2 separate regions of the Sus scrofa genome follow, and region 2 is linked to region 1. A link is a contact called in public HiChIP or PLAC-seq data. All regions are on one chromosome and are shown on one strand. Each heading gives the region's core, a stretch centred on a gene start, on an enhancer-like site or on the middle of the called end of the contact. The rest is flanking DNA. Distances are from core to core; before and after follow the strand shown. Region 1 overlaps STK38L (serine/threonine-protein kinase 38-like). Region 2 overlaps FGFR1OP2 (FGFR1 oncogene partner 2).

The links. HiChIP or PLAC-seq counts read pairs in DNA pulled down with a chosen protein or histone mark.
Region 2: a contact with region 1 is called in an H3K27ac HiChIP or PLAC-seq map of alveolar macrophages. The contact joins two enhancer-like sites. A contact is called at or near these places in 2 of 47 Hi-C or Micro-C datasets (both in embryonic fibroblasts) and 2 of 2 datasets of contacts at active chromatin or transcription factors (alveolar macrophages and skeletal muscle).

Annotation. Positions count from the first base shown.
Region 1 is chr5:46,515,933-46,523,048 of Sscrofa11.1, forward strand. STK38L (serine/threonine-protein kinase 38-like) reads right to left here. Exons shown (of 15, transcript XM_021092164.1): 3 at 5,132-5,279; 4 at 8-59. The coding sequence starts at 5,268. Among named protein-coding and RNA genes, the nearest start is that of ARNTL2, 37 kb to the left of the region's middle. Within about 2 kb of position 3,974, at least 4 of the 83 cell types and tissues checked have an H3K27ac peak or open chromatin away from gene starts, as enhancers often do. A contact at or near this core is called in alveolar macrophages, where this site is marked.
Region 2 is chr5:46,806,170-46,813,051 of Sscrofa11.1, forward strand. It overlaps FGFR1OP2 (FGFR1 oncogene partner 2), which reads right to left. Exons shown (of 6, transcript XM_005664032.3): 2 at 1,902-2,050. The coding sequence starts at 2,036. Among named protein-coding and RNA genes, the nearest start is that of FGFR1OP2, 14 kb to the right of the region's middle. Within about 2 kb of position 2,497, at least 4 of the 83 cell types and tissues checked have an H3K27ac peak or open chromatin away from gene starts, as enhancers often do. A contact at or near this core is called in alveolar macrophages, where this site is marked.

The sequences.
Region 1 (7,116 bases), core at 2,724-5,223:
CAGTTACCTCTTCATCTGCTAATCCTTCTTCTTCCATGGCCACTTCTAATTTCTTCTGCCTTTTCAAAGAAAAAAATAATTTACATTTTAATTGTGTTCCTAAGTATTCCCATTTAAGAAATGTGCATTTATTTTTTTTAAGTTTACACTTCAGTTTGCTATGCTAAAGAAGCTTTTCCAGTCGAATCAAAACAATCACTAAGAATAGTGATTAATATATATAAACATAATATGTACACACAAATATTCCTTTCTTAAAAAATAAACCCAGTCCAGATTTAGCTGTCTCATACTAGCCAAATGAAAAATTTACTTCTAAAGCTGCTTAATGAATTGTTAGCCAAGGTGACTCATGTTCTAATACAGAAAACTCTGTTACCCATGTTCAAACGTCCAAAATCACTCACATTTATCAGTGTTTATACTAGATGTGTTTAAAAAGGTAACAATAGTGACTAAACGTAAACATTTCTAAGGTGCATATCCCTGTGCTTGACTCTTGGTTTTAACACTTATTAGCTGATGTCTAAGTCCTTCACCTAAACTCTAAAGTTGATTTCCCCCACTAATCAAGGACAGAGGTTCAATGCAATTAAGAATATTTTACTCTATTCTATTTCTTGGAAAACTGAAAAGTCATATATGCACATAAAAAAAAAAACACATTAATTACCAGAACATTTGGTTTTACAGGAATAGCCAAGTTCAGTCATTCAGTACTTTAAAATGCACCCTTGACTTTACTTAAGCTAAGTGGGGCCGGGGGTTAGGCAGTATGGATGAAGTAGCTAGTAACTAGAGAGATAGCTGTGGTACACATTTTGCAACTCATTTCTAAGCGAATATTGCTATTTTATTTCCACTGTATTGGTACTGGTACCAGGAGAGCTCTTCCTAATTAGTTCTGGAGTGTACCAGAATTAGACTAACTTTCAAAGACTTAGCCAAATGAGTACAAGGGTTGAGGACTGAAACCATCATACAAATGTTTTGGTATTTGTTGTTTATGACAGTCTGTCCAAAAGTAATCTTTCCCTAAACTGCTGTTAAGATCCCCTATTTTTAATGGAAAGTTCCTTTAAAAAATATCTTGGGAGTTCTCGTCGTGGCGCAGTGGTTAACGAATCCGACTAGGAACCATGAGGTTGCGGGTTCGGTCCCTGCCCTTGCTCAGTGGGTTAACGATCCGGCGTTGCCGTGAGCTGTGGTGTGGGTTGCAGACGCGGCTCGGATCCTGCGTTGCTGTGCCTCTGGCGTAGGCCGGTGGCTACAGCTCCGATTCAACCCCTAGCCTGGGAACCTCCATATGCCGCGGGAGTGGCCCAAGAAATAGCAACAACAACAACAAAAGACAAAAAAAAAAAAAAAAAAAAATCTTGGAGTTCCTGTCGTGGCACAGTGGAAACGAATCCAACTAGGAACGATGGGGTTGTGGGTTTGATCCCTGGCCTCGCTCAGTGGGTTAAGGATCCGGCGTTGCTGTGAGCTGTAGTGTAGGTTGCAGATGCAGCTCGGATCCAGCGTTGCTGGGGCTGTGGTGTAGGCCGGCAGCCATCGCTCCAATTAGACCCCTATCCTGGGAACCTCCATATGCCGCGCCCGTGTGGCCCTAAAAAGACAAAAGACAAAATAAATAAATGAATAAATACATATGCGTGTGTGTGTGTGTATATATATAGTTCAGTCACTTCCTTGAGTCTAGTAATAAGCACCCACCTTGGCACTAATCACACTGATTTTTTGTTTACACAGTTATCTTTTGTTGCTATATTATTTGCCCAAGCCCAACCCTTTGAATGGGCTAGGCCAATACTGGATCCTGTGTCTGCCTTTATGCACAGAGCTGCTTGTTCAATGATCTGGGTTTTCTCCTCTGCAGGAAGAATCCACAGAGTGAGAGGACCATTAACCTAGGAGGCACTATCAGTACACAAGCAGATTTATTCTTCTGTCAAATCCCTACTGCCCCCTTTCCTCAATCTGTGTGAAAGCTAAAACTTCAGTAAATCTCCCATCCTTATGAGGAGAGATGCAAGGACTTTCATCCATTTCCAGGCCTAAATAGGAAGACTCACGGACTTTTCCTATACCACTTTAAAAGAGACTTTACCTCTAAATAAGCTTATGCTCTATTCTTACTGGTACTTTATTGGCATTTACTCAATTAGGTAAGCCTTAAAATGTCATGTGTTTTCCTAAAGTATAAGCTTTTAGGAGTTCCCATCGTGGCGCAGCGGTTAATGAATCCAACTAGGAACCATGAGGTTGTGGGTTCGGTCCCTGCCCTTGCTCAGTGGGTTAGCGATCCGGCATTGCCGTGAGCTGTGGTGTAGGTTGCAGACAAGGCTCGGATTCCGCATTGCTGTGGCTCTGGCATAGGCTGGCGGCTACAGCTGCGATTCGACCCCTAGCCTGGGAACCTCCATATGCCGCGGGAGCAGCCCAAGAAATAGCAAAAAAAGACAAAAAAAAAAAAAAAAGCTTTTAGAAAATATAAGCTGATTATTTAACTTCCATGGCACCATAAAGATGAGATTGCTTTTTTCTTTTTAAACAACAGTAGATTCTTTTATTCCTACTTTCCTTTGTTTGGGAACAGAGGGCAAAACAGAATTACTTTAAGGTTTCAGCAATAAAAAGACAATGACCCTTTAAAATTCTGATGAATAATTTAAGTGACTATTGAAAAAATCTAGGGCTTTCCTTCCTTTCTTTTACTTTATTCCATCTCCTTTGATGATCTGACCACTTTCAGAGACATTCATTACATTTACAGTTGACATAGTTTTTTATGTGTCTGGATTTATTTCTCACTTATGGTGCAATTTCTACTTGTGCTTGCTCGTTGGTATTTCAGTTTTTCTTTTTCACTTGCCGCCTTCTGAATTTATTTTTCCCCATCCATTTTTTTCCTTCTATTAGTTTCAAAGTTACAAACTCTATTTTTATTCCTTTAGAGGCTACCCTAAAAATTACGTGTACATTTAATTTGTCAAAGCCTGAAATTAATCAATTTTCCCTAGCTATGTTGTATCCACTATCCACAGAGTCAATGATCCTCTTAAGAATAATTTAATTCCACTTACTTCCCTCCTAACTAAGAGTCTACTACACAAAAACACTTTAATACTTTTTGAAAAAATACATAAGACATTAAAAAAAAAAAGGAGTTCCCATTGTGGCTTAGCTATAATGAACCTGACCAGTATCCAAGAGAACATGGTTCGATCCCTGGCCTCACTCAGTGGGTTAAGAATCCAGTGTGTTGCTGTGAGCTGTGGTGCAGGTCACAGAAGCTGCTCAAATCTGGCATTGCTGTGGCTGTGGCAGAGGCTGGCCCCATATGCCACACTTGTGGCCCTAAAAAGCAAATACATACATACATACGTACATACATACATAAGACATTATCAATACTGCTGGGTTTTTTTTGAGTGAGAATTGCAATTTTTAATTTTTATTATTTATTTATTTATTTAGCTTTTTAGGGCCATATCCATGGCATATGGAGGGTCCAAGGTTAGGTGTCAAATTGGAACTACAGCTGCCAGCCTACGCTACAGTCCAGCAACACAGGATCCGAGTCAAGTCTACAACCTACACCACAGCTCATGGCAACGCCAGATCCTTAACCCACTGAATGAGGCCAGGGATCGAACCTGCAACCTCATGGTTCCTAGTTGGATTCGTTTCCACTGCGCCATGGCAAGATCTCAATTGCTGATTTTTTATACAGTTTTTGTTGAGAATCATTCACATGTTTACAGTTAGATTTTCTGTTTGTGACTATGTTCCCTCCACCTAAGTTAAGTTAAATCTTCTGGAATTTCTGCAGATGGCATATGCTTCATTTAACTTGCCTCTCTCTGTTCCCTTCTCCTTCTTCTCTTCCTTTGGAACTCTGATCAAAGATATGTTTGCTCTCCTCACTGTCCTCCATGTTGCTTAGCTCTCTTTCTTATTTCCTAGTTGACTTCTGAGTAGTTACTTTGGTTTCATTTTCTAGTTCTAATTCTCTCTCCAGCCACATCTAATCAGTTAGACCTGCCCAAAATTATGTTCAAAACCAGATTCTTCCTCTACAGTCCTAGTTCGCTAATTGTGCCACTCTCGGTATGCCCAAGTGTGAGATTTCGGAGCCAGCATTAACTTATTTTTCTTGCACTCCATATTTGGGTAGTTGCTATGTTTTTTCTGTCTTTCTCACTCAGTTCCTCTCTATTATTGCTGTCATAATCCGAAAGCAAGCCTCCTTTCCACTGGCCTGGGCTACAGCACTAGCCTTTCCTGTTCCTAATTCCTCTTCCCACAATCAATTCTGTCCATCACAACTAAAGTAGTCTCCCAGAGAAACACCTGTGACCATTTAAATCTTCTTTTTGAAAGTTTTCAAGGCTCTTTACTGGCATGAGAAAAGCTCCACTAACAAAGCATCCAAAGCTCTCAGGAAATGGTAAAACCCAGCTGGAGCGAAATTAGACAGTGCCTGAAGGGCACTGAAGGTGGTTTCTTCCGCCTCTAATATCCTTCCTCCTGCTCTTTCACCTCTTTCTTCTCCCCTTTCTGCATACATAAACAGTACTCTCCCTTTGGAGCCCCGTTTAAATGTCACCACCATTTATGAAGCCTTCCCAGCTGCCTCTGTCAAAAACAATCTCTCCCATCCTTGCCCTTCCCAAAGGGCATACTTTTCACCCTTTCATGTAATATTTATGTGCATTGTCTCTCTTGCTGTAAGTTTCCTGAAGGCAAAATAACATTTGACTCATTTTTAAAATTCTCCCGTTCCCACTGATATACACACAACACTGTGAATCCTTTTGGGTTAAAGGCAGTTATTCATTAAGCTCCCTTCTAAAAGAAAGTATAAAGGTATGTCAGAATTTCATAGGTAGAAAAGTTTTCTTTAAAACACCAACTGACCTGTGATACAAGTATATGGGTGCACAGGACAAGATACTACTCTATGAAAGTAAAACAAGTAACAAGGTACACTCTCAGGAAACCTAAAGACAGCATACAGGTTTCCACAATATTTGTATTATTAATGGACAGGGTGTTTACTCCCCACCTGCAGCATAACAAGAAAATTATTAACTACACAGAAAATTTTGACCAGCCTTTTCTGTACCTGGTTTCTCTCTCTTCATGCTGTAAAATTAGGTTGCTGTAGAAATTCTCCAGTGTGAGCTTGGCCACAGTCACTCTTTCCCGGGTATGGTTGCTCATAGGAAAGGTGGTAGCAGTAGTCCCTGCCGTCATTGCCATAGTAACAGAAACTAGAACAGAGAGACACAAATTGTTCAGTAGAAAAAAACTTTCTGTCCCTTTAAACAAACTCTAGAAATGGTTAATTTCTACTATGCAAACTTGTCCTCTAACAGTTAAGACGTTTGAGTCTTTTGTATTATGGATTATATGCTAGCAAAGAAAGAGGCACTTCCCCCAAAACAACAAAAGTGAATTCTGTGCTGGCAAAACCAAGGGTAAAGAAGCAGCAGTGGCAATAGACACGTAATACTGACACTTATTTATCAAGGGTCATATTCAATAAGTATTCAAAATAAAGGGTCAATTTATTTTGTATTATTTTACTGATTACTAAATAAAATCCACAAGATTTTGCTAATACTTATGTTCCCAATAAACATAAGTTTAGAAAGAAGCCTCTGCCATGTAAATTCTATGAGTCAAGACGTGTTACCTCAAATATGTACATAAACATCAGTCAACAGCAGTTTTTATGGGGATATGTTTTAGGGAAAAACCACTTTTAGAAACAAGCCCCTTTGGATGGAGTCCATGGATGCCCTATTTCATTTTGAATCCTGTAATAGTGCTATGACGAGGTCTAGTATACTACTCCAGACTGGAAGGCCCATTGCATTTTCAGATGAAACTCAAATGCCTGGAGGAACCAGGTAGGAAACACAAATGTATGAAGCAAGCCAGGTGACAGCAGGGAAGTTTTGTAGCCTTAACTGGACACTGTGTGTCTACTTAAAGCCATTTAAGTGCCAATTTTTAAAAACCACTGGGCCAGTCCAACAAAGTAATGGTTTAAAGAAGATAATGTGGACAATTAGACAAGATGAGAAATGTAGAAAATGACTGCTTCATATGGAGAAACAGACTGATCTTTGGGGGCTCCTACTGGTAGGCACTGACCCAAAAGACTTGCCTACATAGTTCATGTCTGGACTAGAAAAAAACTAGAGTGGCTCCACATAATAAAGAGGTTTTTTGCTTATGCACGTGGAGACAGAGTATCCTAGAGAAGATCCAGGTTGCCAGGGTGGCCATCCAATGCTTCAGTCTTAGCTGAAAACTATTCCTCCAGATCTGCCACCTACTCCCCAGTACCCACTTCTTAATTACATTAAGACACAAACCCCCTGGATATGGACGTGAACTGGACTAGACTCCGGGATAATGGAATGAACCATGTCATTACCAAACAAGTCAAAAACAGGTGGAAAAGCAAACACTTTAACTATAGCAAATTCCCAGCTCTACCATTGCCTTATTGGGTTTATACCTCAATTTACTGCTTGAGCCTCGTTATGTCTAAAACTGCACCAATTACTTTAATATCATAAACTTATTCCTCTGCTGACTATTCTAAATCTTTCTATAATAAGAAAGCTGATAACATAACTTTTTTTTTTTTTTTTGGTCCTCTAAGGGCTGTGAAAGTTCCCAGGCTAGGGGTCGAATCGGAGGTGCAGCCAGCGTCCTACACCACAGCCACAGCCACAGCAACAAGGGATCCGAGCTGAGTCTGCGGTCTACACCACAGCTCATGGCAACACCACATCCTCAACCCACTGACCCACTGAGCAAGGCCAGGGATCGAACCCAATGGATACTAGTCAGGTTCATTACTGCTAAGCTACAACAGGAACTCCCATACTACTTGTTTAAAATTGTTCATAGCGTGTACAACAAGTCAAATTAGCTTAGCAAGATAAACAAGGACAACTCACATCCATGGAGGGCTGGTATCCATCAGGACCTTTAAATCATTGTTTATTCATTGATTTCCCCCTTTTTCCTCTTGAGGATTTAAGACAGTGACACTCCCAGGCATGACTGCAGTTCATCCTCACTGGAGCC
Region 2 (6,882 bases), core at 1,247-3,746, 290 kb after region 1:
AATACTATATCAAATATTTGGAAGTTGTCAAGATAGTACTTCTTAAATGTTCTCACCATACACACATCTTTATCATGTAAGGTGATGGAGATATTAACTAACTTTAGTGTGGTAGGTAACTGTTTCACAATATATACATATATTGATACACATTGTACTTCTTAAGCTTATACAATGTTGTATGTCAAGTATATCTCAATAAAGCTGAAAAAAAATCAGCAATGGATTTGAAGGGACATTTCTCTAAAAAAGATACACAAATGGGCCGATAAATACATGAAAGATGCTTAACATCGTAAGTCATTAGGGAAATACAATTTGATACAACAATGAGATACCACTTAACAACCACTAGGATGTCCTCAGTCAAAAAGCAAATACTAATAAGCACTGGAGAGGATGTGGAGAAATAATTAACTCTGGTAGACTGTTGATAGGAATGTAAGATGTTATAGCTGCTTTGGAAAATAGGATGATCCTCAAAAAGTTAAACACGGAGTTATATGACCTATCCACTCTACAACTAGGTAGGTATATAACCCAAGAATACTGAAAACACATGTCCACAAAGAAACTTATAAGTATTCACAGCAGTAGTATACATAATAGCCAAAACGTAGTAACAATCCAAATGGTCATCAGCTGATAAATACACATAATGTGCTGTATCCTTACAGGGAATATTATTATTATTATTGTCTTTTTGCCTTTTCTAGAGCCGCTCCTGTGGCATATGGAGGTTCCCAGGCTAGGGGTCGAATCGGAACTGTAGCCACTGGCCTATGCCAGAGCCACAGCATCGCAGGATCTGAGCCACGTCTGTGACCTACACCACAGCTCACAGCAATGCTGAATCCTTAACCCACTGAGCAAGGTCAGGGATTCAACCCACAACCTCACGGTTCCTAACTGAATTCATTAACCACTGAGCCACGACAGGAACTCCACAAGGAATATTATTTAGCAATAAAAACAAATGAAGTGCTGACATATGCTACTACCTGGATGAAACTTGATATTACATTTAAAAAACAGTCAAAAAAATCCACATACTGTATGATTCCATTCATATGAAATGTCCAAAATAGGCAAATCCTTAGCAATAGAAAGATTTGTGGTTGCCAGGGGCTAGCTGGGTTGCTTCCTTTTACAGAACATGCATTTCAAGAGGGTAAGATGTGAATACATACTTTCCTCCAGTGATTTTCATCATAATATCAGAGATCGTATAATTCTCTTACTTAGAGTTGAAAATCTTTATCAAAAGCGGGCCTAAAATGTCAGCTCAACTCCATGGCACACTGTAAAGTTCTTCAATACAGCAGTAAGGATAACAAGAAATGAAGTCCTTTTTATTTCTTCTTTAATTGGCAGCATTAAATGAAAAATAAGGCAGCAAACAGGGATGCAGTAATGGCAACAGGTGTAAACCAGATATTGCTTTGCATCACTTTCAGAAACTACTTTACTGTTAAGTAGCATCACCTAAATACTTGTTTTTATCTAAATACTTTTATAAAGAAAAATATAACATTTCTACATTATAAAAATAGGAGACAGAGCAAAATATATGTCCATATTGGTAAAAAGATTATCTGGTCTTTGTCAAATATATCTAGACCTGAAAAATGCATATATTTTCTAAACTCAAATGTGCATTCCTGTCAGAAAAATAAGTGATCAAGTCTATAAGTTTTAGAACATCTATATACAAATACATGTCACCCAAACTTGACAAGTCTAAACTGAAACATACAAGTCAAGCTACTTTAAAATTTTAGAGAACATTAACAAAAATAGTGAAATACTAATTGAGCAGAAGTTTACGATGTAAGCGACACATAAATGTCAATGACCGCTTTTTAAAAATGGAATCAACAAGAAAGAAAAAAAGATCCAACCTGCTTCATAGCTTCTACTCGCTTGCTGAGAGCTGTGGTTTGCTCAATCAAAGATTCCGCTGCATCGTCATGGTCTCTCAATCTTTCAACAAGGGCTTTAGCATCAGCCAATGCCTTCTCAATTGTGCAACTCATTTCCAAAGGAATGCCTATAATCAAAAGTTAAAATCAAGATTTAAAACAAGGCTGGCATATGATCTTATTTTAGTTTCACGTTAACACTGACATGCTTAAGCTACAACTGTTACTGGATTGTTCTTTGTTCGGCAGAATCATCTCAGAACACCTGTGGTTTTGCTTCTGTTTTGATGGTACAAACTTGAAAGTGAATTTATAACATTCAAAAAATGACAACATCTATAAATGATTTCCAGACATAATCAGAATGTATTTAAAACACCCTGAATTTATGGTGAGAGAAAAAAGTACATAGCCAATAAATATATTTTATGTTATACAGAAATTGTGCTTCTCATGAGGGCAGTCCTTATCTTGCTGTTTGTGAAAAAGGTTACTTAATTAATCTGCATTCTGCAGTCAATGATTGCCAGTTCTCTGATCACATGACACTTCTGAGCCTCTGCTTGTCACATGACCTAAAGTGTCATTCACACACACACACACTACTGGCCAGCCAAAGTGGCCTCTATGTGTCACCCTGTGTCAAAGTGTCAAACCTCCTTCTGAAGGAACTTTGGCTTCTTATATAAAATTGTATATAATCCTAACTCTTGCACTTTCCTTAGTAAATGGCAAAGAAAGTTTTAACTTAGGACAACACTGGCCATTAGGGGAAACTTCTGATATGCTAAAATCAATAATTAATATGTCTAAAACGAGCTCAAAAAATTAGGAAACAGGAGTTCCAACTGTGGCACAGTGGGTTAAGAATCTGACTATAGTGGCTCAGTGTGGGTTTAATCCCTGGCCTGGTGCAGTGGGTTAAGGATCCTGCATTGCCACAGCTGTGGTATAGGTCACCATTGGGGCTCAGATTCAATTCCTGGCAAGGGGAACGTCCACATGACAACAGGTGCAGCAAAAAAAAAAAAAAAAAAAGATAAAACATGAAACAGCCAATAGCTTTTTCAGCTGGTATGATGAGACCTCAAAACAAAATTTTAATTTAAAAATGATTTATCTCAAAACCTTTAATTTTTCTGAAACTTACCATTATTGAAATTTTCTTTCTACTAGGTTTCATCTTACTTTCTGTATGTGTCACTCTTTCTTCAACATTTTCTCAAAAAAATGAAATTATACTGTAAAATTACTGGGCCAAAAGCCAAGTCTATAGCAGTTAAATTAAAACACAAGGATAGATCCAAATTAAGGGCTATAATTAAGGATTTTCATCAAGTTTAGGAAGATGGAAATTTGCTACAGAATGCAGAACTTTGTTAGATACCACTGCACTCGACTCCAGATCTGTACTGACTAGTTCAATTAATTATTAGGTCCTCAGATACAGAAACATTCAGCGAAGTACAAAAGAGATTTAACTAACTCAACTGCTAACACCTGAAAAGAAAGAAAACCCATCAGGCCATTTTAGTAGACTTTCATTTAAGGTAATATATAAGAAAGATTCAAAACTGCAAACTAAATAAAGATGAAAAAACATTAAAACTGTATTCTTGGTTGTACCCAACAGCTAAAGCAAAGAGTATATATTGTCCTGTTACTATAAATAGGGTCAAAGTTGAATAAAAAGATTTAATCAAAATAAGTTAACATATAAAACCACCAATTAAGAAAATATTTAATTTATGACTAGACATTTCCAGAGAGCTTTAAAAACTGGAAATTAATAATTTCTGGCTCTCTAGATAAAACAACCAAAACATCTGTCTTCTAAGATTTAAAAGGTTTAGATAAGGGTACTTCAAAATACAAGCAAAAGGGCCATGAAAAGAACCATTGTCTCATAGTGGCTAAAACACAAAAGGTCGACCATCCACAATTTGTTTAAGATGCTGCTCCAAGAGAGACATTAGCCTCCGACAATGCTGTGCCCTTCCTCTAAACTTTCAGAGGGGGGAAATTATCTAAAATTATAGACAGGGAGCTCCCTAGTGGCCTAAGGTTAAGACTAGGCACTTTCGCCACTGCAGCCTGGGTTCAATCCCTGATCTGGGAACTGAGATCCTACATTCAAGCTGCTATATGCCACAACCAATACAATAAAATAAAATTATAGATAGATAATAACACTGCTTAAATTTTTTTTCTTTTTTTCTTTTTGGCTGCACCCATGGCATGTAGAGGTTCCAGGCCAGGATCTGAGCCATTGCAGCAACCTGGGTCACTACAGTGACAATGCCAGATACTTAACCCACTGTGCTACAAGGGAATTCCCACGGCTTTTTTGTTTATACTGCAGTCATTATATCTCCACATATCGCCTATTAATCTCACTACTATAGCACACCAGATTCTTTAGAGTAAAATTTTAAAGTTATGTTTTTAAAAAAAAAAATGTTGTGAAGGGGATAAGGGGAAGAAATTGACTTGTAATAGCTAAAAAAAATTGAAAATGGAAAAAAATATTTGTCTTTCAGTAAAAATAACTGGTTCTAACAGATGGTGAAAGAAAATTAAAAAACAAACTGAAAGTCTAGAGGAAGTTGGAAAAGACATCAGAGAAGTAAAGTTTACTTTGATTAGGAGTTCCCATTGTGGTTCAGTGGTAATGAACCCGACTAGTAACCATGAAGACACGGGTTCGATCCCTGGCCTTGCTCAGTGGGTTAAGGATCCGGCGTTGCTGTGAGCTCTAGTGTAGATCGCAGACATGGCTCAGATCTGGCATTGATGTGGCTATAGCGTGGGCCAGTGACTACAGCTCTGATTAGACTCTCTAGCCTGTGATCTTCCATATGCCACAGGTGTGGGCCTAAAAAGATACACACACACACACACACGTTTACCTTGACTTAACAGAACTCAAGTCCCAGGTCCTACCCTCTCAACAGTACTGTTAGGACTACTATCAGAAGAATACCACTTTATGCTTTGTAACACAACATATACAAACTTAATAGACAGGATGTGTTTCCAAATAAAATGCACTAAAATTGCTATATATGATCAGATGATAGGTGATCTAGACATGAATACTTACACTGAAAAAGTTATGTTACATTCTAGGGCTATCAACTTGACAGCAGGGCACCGAAGACCTGCTGCCCATTCCTATGCTTTTACTAAATAGTTAAGGCTCACCTTCCTTGCCTCAGAGAAACCACATGGGCCTTGACTAAATTAGTCAAAGCATCTTCAGAGCTCACACTAGGTCTTTATAACTAATATTCCCATATGTAGTATATCCCAGGAATTCTTTTGTGGCACAGTAGGTTAAGGATCTGGTGGTGTCACTGTGACATCTTGGGTCCTGCTGTGGTGCAGGTTTGATCCCTGGCCCAGGAATTTCCATATGCCGCCAGGGAAGAAAAAAAAAAAAAAAAAAAAAAAAATTCCAATAGCTAAATGAAACCACCCTAAATTTTCTACTCTTTAAATAACTATGAAATATCGTTATTTTCTCCTTACTCTAACCACCATACATACTGAAAGAAAATCTCATAACTGTGTTTCCATAATTCAAGAAGTGTCCTAGCCCAAAACAAAACTTGTGACTCTCTAGTACACCAAATCCTGACTTTAGTGTTTGTTAATGGGTTTTACATTAAACATGAAAAGTGATATACACCAGATCTGACATGTGTATCAACAGGTGCTTAGGTCACACTGATAAAATTCAATTTCTTACCAGAAGCTAAACTGATCAAATGACTTAGCTGTGGCCCTCTAAGACAGAGCAATTTGCTAAAATGAAAGAGTAAATATATGCTGAATAGTAGCTGAATTGTTTTTAGAATAATTCACTTCTTTAAAGGCTGCGATGAAGTTCCTCCTCTGACATCCTTTAAAGGACAACAAATATTAACTACTTGATGGCTTGATACTACCTAAAATAATAAGGTAGAGGCCCACCATAAAAAAAAATACTACAAGCTAGTATCCTATACCACAGATACTACGGAACTACTTTAAAGTATGTCACTATAAATACATTACTTTTTACTAAAAGTCCTTATGCAAGGGTTTCACATAAAACAATGCAATCATAACAAATCCATGGAGCATGTCAAAGATTCCATCACAGACACACAAAATCTGGCCTGCCAAACTCCAAAAAGAAACTTGGGATGATCAGTTATAAAATCCATAAGTATAAGGGCTGATAAAATCAGAATGACTACCTAATAGCCCCTGACAAAAACCTCAAAATGAACACTAAAATCTCCATGAAACATCTAATTCCAGTTGGAAGAGACCAACCATAATATTAAACACTTATGGGAAAGTTCCTTCCTTCCTTCCTTCCTTTCTTCCTTTCTTTCTTTCTTTCTTTCTTATTTTTGGACATGCCCATAGCATGTGGAAGTTCCTGAGCCAGGGAATGAACCTGTGTGACATCAGTGGCAATGTGGCATCCTTAACCCACTAAGTCATCAAGGAATTCCTGGGAAAATTTCATGAATGGCAGAAGATGTGAAAACCTTTTTGTAAATAACATAATACTCAACAATGAATAAAATACCATCCTATTTTGTGTTTCCTTCCAAGAACATTCTAACTTGTCAATAAGGTAATAGGGAAATATATTTAACTTGATCAGTTATTCATTAATTTAAATTATGTAACACTTTGCCTATTTTTCAGAAGTATTTGTTTGTAACACTCCCAATCTTCAGCAAACTCAGAATAAAACCAAGAAGGTCTGAGCTCAAACACATCATAATCAAATTTCTAAAAATAAAAGACAAAGAAGAAAACCTTGAAAGCTGCCAGAAGAAAACAACACATTATTTATGCAGAATCAACAATTTAAATGACTGTAGATTTCTTATCAGAAATCATAAAGGCCAGTAGAAAGTGCTGAAAGAAACTCTCAACCCAGAATTCTATATCCAGT